2 separate regions of the Gasterosteus aculeatus genome follow, and region 2 is linked to region 1. The links are chromatin contacts, called in public Hi-C maps. All regions are on one chromosome and are shown on one strand. Each heading gives the region's core, a stretch centred on a gene start, on an enhancer-like site or on the middle of the called end of the contact. The rest is flanking DNA. Distances are from core to core; before and after follow the strand shown.

Region 1 (3,988 bases), core at 1,392-3,891:
AAAGCCCCTTACAGTGTAGAAGTAACAGATGTCCTCAAAGTTTAATGGCAACATAATATCTGCCTTTACATTTTCGTATAGAAACATGATTTTTGGCCTCAAGTCATTCTCTGTAAACCCAAAACATCATATTTTACTACCATTTGTTTAATTTTGACACTTTCATCATTTTCCATGTTAGTTATTCGGCGATGATCAATGCAGGAATTAATTTAATTAATTAAGCTTCAGACAAAGCACCTCTATAAATAATAATAAGAGTCCAAGTTAGAAACCAAAAAACTCAGAGTCTATCTTTGTTCTTTGCGATGATTGAGAATGGCCGTCCTCCTATTATTATGTTTCCCTCAGTAAACTAGCTTTGCATCTTGATGAAGCCCCTTCAGAAGGGATACTTAATAATTATTATATTAGGTGCCAAAATGGTACTTTTCACAACTGCATGTATCAGCATACTCAGCAGACCGGGGAATTGATCTGCAATAGCGCTGCCTCTACTACAGGCATTTAAAAAAAAATGCATTACATTGTATTTAATATATATCAGATATGTGTGGGTGTGTGTAACATTTACATTTAGTTAAGTTAATGTGTGTTTAGTGTGATATTTACGTCTAAATATTGGGAATTTGCTAGACTGTATGAATAAGAATATAAATAAACAATTACGCATTGTCCACATATTAATACAATTGTGAGTGAGCGGATCATTAATTAAAAGCAATTTGAGATTTGAAAGAATCCAGCAGGTGGCAGTATTATAAAATGAGAGTTTCATTAAGTTGTTATTCGCCGTACGATGTTAAATATCATGGAGCATTTTACTTTATTGAAAAAACGTAACACAAGTAAAAGCTAGTTAATCTTAGACTAACTTCCATAACATTGGGGACATTATTACATTACAACAACTTTGCTTCAATTCTACAATACAGCATCACAATCGAATTACTTTTCAGTTATCAGTTGTACATTTAATGCGCTACAATGACCCGGTTCTGGATACTGTTTGTTAGAATTAGAATTGAAATAAAATGGATTTTTCCTCCACACACTACGAAACACGCCTTTCCTTCCTCTGTATTTAAAATGACCTGCTTTGGCGGTACGTCAGATTCCACCCACTCAGCCACCTCATCCGAAGCGGTGAACAGATCACAGAGCCGCGTCCCCAAACAACCACCAGGGTTATGCACTGCATCTTCCACATGCAGCTTAGGTTACCTTTTCGAAAAAGTGGAAACCACAACATTTCCTGCACCATGGGTTATTTTTTTTGCAGCATATCCGATGCATTACAGAAACACTATAGCAAACAAATGTAATGCAGGAGAAATGCTACAAACATCTAACACAAACAAATGGGACATGCATGCATGCATGCACTGCAGTTTACTCTTCCGTTGGATTTGTCACTGGCTAAAACTGAGATGCAAATTACCCAAAATCCAATGCAAACGTCGACTGTATTTCATTTGCATTCCCATTATAGCACTGCCCAATCATGCCGAAACACCATTAGCTGAGGCAGATGGTACTGATATATTCTTCTACACAGACTTGACTTTGTATAGTTGCAGATGTGACACATGCCGCAGGCAGCAATAGACTGGAATCCATCTTTAAACCAGAAGTTGATTTAAACAGAGAATATGTCAACATGCGCTGACACATTTCGTAAAGTTCTAACAAAGGCTGCGTGTGCTGTGAAATCAGCAGAGATCAGCTAAATACTATGAAAATACTCTACAGTACATCCTCAACCACTTTACCATTACATAATCAGAAGGGAAAAAAGAGTTACTGTAGAGTAGTTAATAGAAAACGGTCAATAAAGCCAAGTAGGAATGAAATAGAATCATAATAAAATTGAAAAACATTCATCACCTTAAATGAGGTGTCTGGTCATTCTGAAGGCTGAGTTTCTCCTCACAAATCTCAGCTCACTGAGGGACGAGAAATATCAATGCTGTTACAGATTCCTTTTGATTTATATTCTTTGGTAAATTGATGGTTCAGAACAGCTCATCTGAAACCTTGATGCAATACGTTTGATTTATTGAAGTAAGTAGAAATAATTTACAACACCTTTTTCTTTTTATCTTACGAATGTCAAAGTTGTAACCACCCATCTAGTTTTTGTTCCACTGTCAGACTGTATCATTTATTCTGTATTCACATGTTCCAGCTCATCATTGAAGCAGTAGGATCTTTACACTGATGGTATCTCAATAACCTCACAAATGTATGTATTATATGACTGAACCTTTCCATGAAGCAGGAGGATGGAACATGTTTGGTGCAATAAAATCCATTTAGTATTAAACAAACAAGTTGCTTTGAATTCCTTAAATATCCTCTAAAGTCCTGAACTGCTTCCTCCCGTCAGTCATGCATATAAACGGGCTGCTAACTTCTTGCTCCAGCAAAGAGCCCCCGCCTCCCCCCCTCCCTCCCACACCTCCCAGGGTGGAAGTAACACGGGGTGGAGGGCCGGGCCCAAATGCCCCCACAGGATTACCAGCATTGTTTAAGGCTTCACTGCAACTCCCAATCACCTCTGCAATCTTGTGATCTCTTCTCAATACACAACCAGAGCTGCCAGGAAGGGACATGTCTGCCTGCCCCCCCCCCCCCCCCCCCCCCCTCCCCCCAGAGGCACCTTGGAATTCTACTCACTGTCCCTCAACTTGGACTGAAGGAGAGAGAATCTTGTATGCTTCTCAGGCCTAACACACACACACACACAGAATATGAGTGCACCAGAATCCGGTGGCGGGTGGTTTACTCTCTTTCATCAGTATCTGCAAAATTATTTACGACCCATCATTAAGTTTGTATTCTAACCCCTCAATGTCTTGTTCAGAAGATAACAACAGCCAAGCCAAACAGACAGTAAATCAAGAATAGTCACACGCAGGGATTGTATGTATTTATCTCTCCATGGCACTTTTATGGAGTTATCTTTTCATATTATTTTTTTTAAAGACATGCTTAGAATAAAACCCAAACGCCTTTCTTCATGGCTATTTCTGTAAGCGTACATTCCGATACCAGGGAAATTGAACAAGATCAGGTAACACTCTCACCTGGCCCCCATTCCCCTCCATCTACCCTCCCCTCCGCTGTCCAGACTCCGCCCTTTCTGTGATGACCAATCGAGTTCAGCAGGATAGAGACCCATCTGAGAACATCTGAAAGCAGCACTTTGTCTCAAGGCGGCGTTGGTGTCGATAACAGGCAGACAAAGTAACAAGCAACACGTTTCTGGTAAGTTTTGTGGAATCAGATCTGACTGTGCTGTATGACAACAATGTGAAATGGAATGCAGCGGTTTGTTCTCACACGAACCACCGTGAATTGAAAAGTTATTTTTATTTATTTTACTTTGCTTTCAATTGAAATGCAATTGATTACAGGGTGTGACTGTATTCAATAACCCCTGATGACTTTTCTATGAATCAGCCACATGTTTTATAAACACATCCGATTTTGCAGAGTTGTTCACATGCGTGTTTTCCCTACAGAACAAATCAAGTCTGAGGATGACCCGGTCCCCCCCAGCAGCTGACTCGTACCAGCAGGACTCCATCAGGATGACTCTCGAGAACGCTGATCTCTGGAAGTCCTTCCATACTTTTGGAACAGAGATGATTATTACAAAGCATGGAAGGTACCAATCCTGCCCAACAAATTCTACTTCTCTCCTTTCTGCCAATAGTGATCGTGTCATTTATCACCTTGTCTGTAACACATTGTCCTATGCTAAAAGATGCTGCGCTAAAAGAGCAAAGGAGTTGCACATATTTTTACACAACTCTTGTGTTTTGCTTCAGGAGGATGTTTCCCCACTGCAGCATCAGTCTATCTGGGCTCCAACCTTTCGCTAATTACGTCGTCATGATAGACATGGTCCCCGCAGACGGCTTCAAATACAAGGTAAGCGCATACTGTTTAGCGCTGGAGTTGATCATTTGGTGGATGAAAA
Region 2 (3,833 bases), core at 593-3,092, 130 kb before region 1:
AGTATAATTGATTTTAAAAATTAGCCGCCGACCACATTCCAATGAACGATGGCATCACCATATTAACCTCAGTATGCAGTCAAGAAAAGCTTTAGTTTAGAAGTATGAGTGACTCAGAAAGTAGACTAATTGAATTGGAGTCCGTGGGAAAATGTTTCTACCTCTAGGTTGAGTTTAGGTGACAATTGCTTCTTTAAAATCAGAATAAAACAATGAAAGAAACATCTGCCTGAAGCGGTTGATTGACAGTTATAGTGGCAGTTGTTGCCTTACATTACAACATTATTATTATATAATTTAAAGACAAAGTATAATTTTTCTTCTAACGTTAACCATGTGGTGATTCATTGCTGATATGAAATGTATTGATGAAAGAAATTAGATTTAAAAGACACGGACATCATAGCTTTTGACAAAACAATAACAGACTTTTTTTTTAATGGTAAATAGAGTATGTGAGGTTATAAACAAGCTATCTAGAGAATTCTGAGAGATTGAATGAAAGAAAACAACAACACTGCACATTGTCCAGCCTGTGACAGAGATTAAAGAACAACTACGTGTGAGCCACAAATTGGCGCGCAAAGCATTGGAAAAGCAATTAACTCAGCAGTAAGGCAACATCACAGGGGAGTGAAAGAAGTGACACATGCCTAAACTTAAAGCTTCAAAAACAGTTATTTTTAACTGTTTCTTCATTATCTTTCATCAGATTTAAAAGAGATTGATGAACACTTTGTACGTGAGGGTCCCGAGACAGAGAATGTAATATGCCGTACTGATTCTAAAGCCTTCTGAGGCAAATTAGGGATATAAGATTTGGGGTTATCAAATGAATTTTAATTTATTGAACTGACAAACAATCAAATGATTTGCAACCTTGTGAATCATACAGTACTGTATCTGCAGCAAGGGAAGAAGGTTGTGGGTGAAGAATTCGAAAAAAAGGAGACGCTGCAAGCTAAAGACAAATTGGTTTTGTGATCAAGAGCGGTCTAATCCCATTTCCATTTCACCTGCAAAATGGTTCACACAAGCACAGCACATTTTTTAAATAATATGCAGCTTGCAATGTTTATTCATACAGTGAAGTATAAAGTGTTTTTTATTTGCGTGCTTCAAAGCAAATGCTGCTTTGCTTGTGTGTTTCTTACATATTACGAGGCTTTAGGGAGCAGATGATACTGGATTTTAGTTACAAAACTTTGATGGAGAGGCTAAACGTCCAATCTTTAATATTTTCAAAGTAGAATTCAACCCTGCGAGAGTCTTCGCTCACTTCAGAGAAACCAGCACCGAGGATTTACAACATGTGGACAGACCTAGTTTGCCTGTAGTTTAGAGTCCGAGAAAATGGAAACGGTTGAGGGCGAGAGGGTTTACTGCCATTGTTGGATTAGCAGATTCAGTAATAGATTCAATTTGATGAATTCCACTTACACTGCGGCACAGTCGATATGCAATCAGAGTGTAATCAGTAAATAAAATGGATATCCACCTAATAAGCAGCATCATCCCACGCGGTGTTTGTGCACTTGTTATTTAACAATACTGCTTTGTTACCAACACGGATGGTTACAACCAATCAGTTGTGCCAACGAGGGGGGCGTTATTAGATGTGGCTCTGAAAGCACCAACGCCCTTGCCCCCCCCCCCCCCCCCCCCCCTTGCCCCCCCTCCCTCCCGTAACCAACGGGCTCCAAAAACAGCGAGACAGAAGAGGGGTCACACGAGAAGAAACAAGCAGAGGCTGTTATTGCACCACTGGGGGGAGGGGGGGGACATCAGTCAGAGGCAGTAACGTTCATTGAAGGATTATGCAGTATGCCTGAGTACACACGGGCACGTGTACAGTCACAGCCGTCTGCGCTCACACACACACAGACACACACACACCGTATCACTCAGGAGGATAGATCCTGACAAGCATATCTTCAGCCTCTTAACTCTCCAGAACTCTGCTAATAACTGGAAATGAATACTTGATTGGAAAATAACTAACCCAAACTGCATGACCCCCTTGAGATATCAAAAAGGGGGAATTTCCTGCAGCCAAGGGTTTTATTATATATTATTTAACGAGAGACCTGAAAATACCGTGGCAGCATTGGCCTCTCTGACTTGCCAGTACATGTCTGTCGAGTCAAGTGTGAGAAGGGTGGGTCAAAACAACATAAGCCTTAAATGTCATGAGTTATTTTGAATAACAAATTTTTTCTCATACCTAACCAGTTTAACATAGACTCACAGTGCTGCATCATAGTTTAATGCATAGGACTATCCGTGGAAACAGTTGCACCCACGTATGCAGTTTGTTTTACATCCCACACATCCTCAATGACGGCAGCCTTCTCTGATTCCTTCTCATGTTGCCATTTGATAAAGGCCAAATACAGCAGGAACTAAAAGACTGTTGTTTTCAGTCATTTAGAGGAGACTATGCTTTTGTCTTGTCGCGTCTCGACACGTGGGAGTTGGTTATGTCATTGCCTGCGAAATGGCTTCAAAACTACAGTGACTAGAGGATCTTGCTAGGTGCCACAATGAGATGCCGTATATCACCGACCTCCTCCCTTCTGTAACAAGTGCAAAGTGAAATCAATATTTTAATGCTGAACAGAATAAGGCTGGTCTAATGGAAGGGTAGAAACTGACATGAACCCTGAACCCTTAAGTACGGCTTACGTGTCGGTCGAACTGTAATTGAAAACGATGAGAGGTGGATTGGGACAGAGGGTTAGGGTTATATATATATGGTTATATATATATGGTTGAAATCTATTATTTCAACCATAATTCAGAAATACTATTGCGTATAGTAATGCATTTCATAACATCAAAAATGATCACCACTCTTTATTCATATCCGTAAAACAAAATCTTTGAAAACAACCATTAGCTGAAAAACAGAATTTTATCAAATATTCTGAATATCTTATGATCATATCCAGACAATAGTGTTTGGATATAACTCAAGCTCAATTTGTTGTTCTTGCAAACAAAGCCTGTTGAAGCAAAAGTTCATTAATATACACAAAACTGTGAGATAAGCTTGAATGAAATAACGGAAAGACCTCGATTTCTTCTTGAGTGCTGAGATCAAAATCACAATCCCACATGGTTGGTTCAGTCATTGTTATCTGTGCAGCTGGTGGTTATTCATTTAGATCAATAGCGCGTTCTCCCACACACAGCCGACTGTGAGTTGTGAGACTTCTGCTAGCTGCTGAAGACCGGACAGATTGCTTGGTGTTTCCAGTTATGGACCGGACAGTTTCTGTCATCCCTAAATTCGAATGTCCAAAAGCCTCCAAACTAAGCCGAGGCAAAAAGTGGAGGCCAAAGCATCGAGACAAACCGACAGACGGCAACACTTCCACTGCTCCACAGAGATAAGGTTGGTGTACCATCTGCATGACCACATCTAACAGGTCAGACCACAATTACTGATAAGCCGACCCCAATCGTGTTGTGTCCAGGGTTTGAAAAGTTCAAGTTGCATAACTCAGCTCTGGGAAAGCAACTGTGCTGTTCTCCAACATGGACAGAACATTTCAATTGGTTTTCATTTTCACAGCACTGAATAATAGAAATACATGTCATGATGTCACACTAATACATCAACATAGAACGCATTAAAAATGTCTTCATATTTCCTCAACAACCGTCACTTATTATTGCATCAATTAAGATGGGCTAATGATTTCTTGCTGAATGCTCACTGTCTTATATTTGCGGTGTTTTTGTTTTGGAAAGTCACATTCACCCTCTCAATGCAGACTCTCACTCCGTGCCCTTGTAAACTCGTAATGCCATGCTGAGCACTCCAGTCA

Evidence for each region. Hi-C and Micro-C count contacts between places; a contact is called where the count stands out from the background.
Region 2: a Hi-C map of tail fin shows a contact between it and region 1, with 7 times the contacts expected there. The contact joins the enhancer-like site here to the promoter of LOC120832182 in region 1. A contact is called at or near these places in 3 of 6 Hi-C or Micro-C datasets (skeletal muscle, tail fin and whole body).

Annotation. Positions count from the first base shown.
Region 1 is chr14:10,133,105-10,137,092 of fGasAcu3.hap1.1, reverse strand. It overlaps LOC120832182 (T-box-containing protein TBX6L), which reads left to right and starts at 2,641. Exons shown (of 9, transcript XM_078088436.1): 1 at 2,641-2,714; 2 at 3,134-3,673; 3 at 3,837-3,939. The coding sequence starts at 3,546.
Region 2 is chr14:10,261,145-10,264,977 of fGasAcu3.hap1.1, reverse strand. No RefSeq gene overlaps it. Among protein-coding and RNA genes, the nearest start is that of LOC120832077, 12 kb to the left of the region's middle. Within about 2 kb of position 1,842, at least 2 of the 9 cell types and tissues checked have open chromatin away from gene starts, as enhancers often do.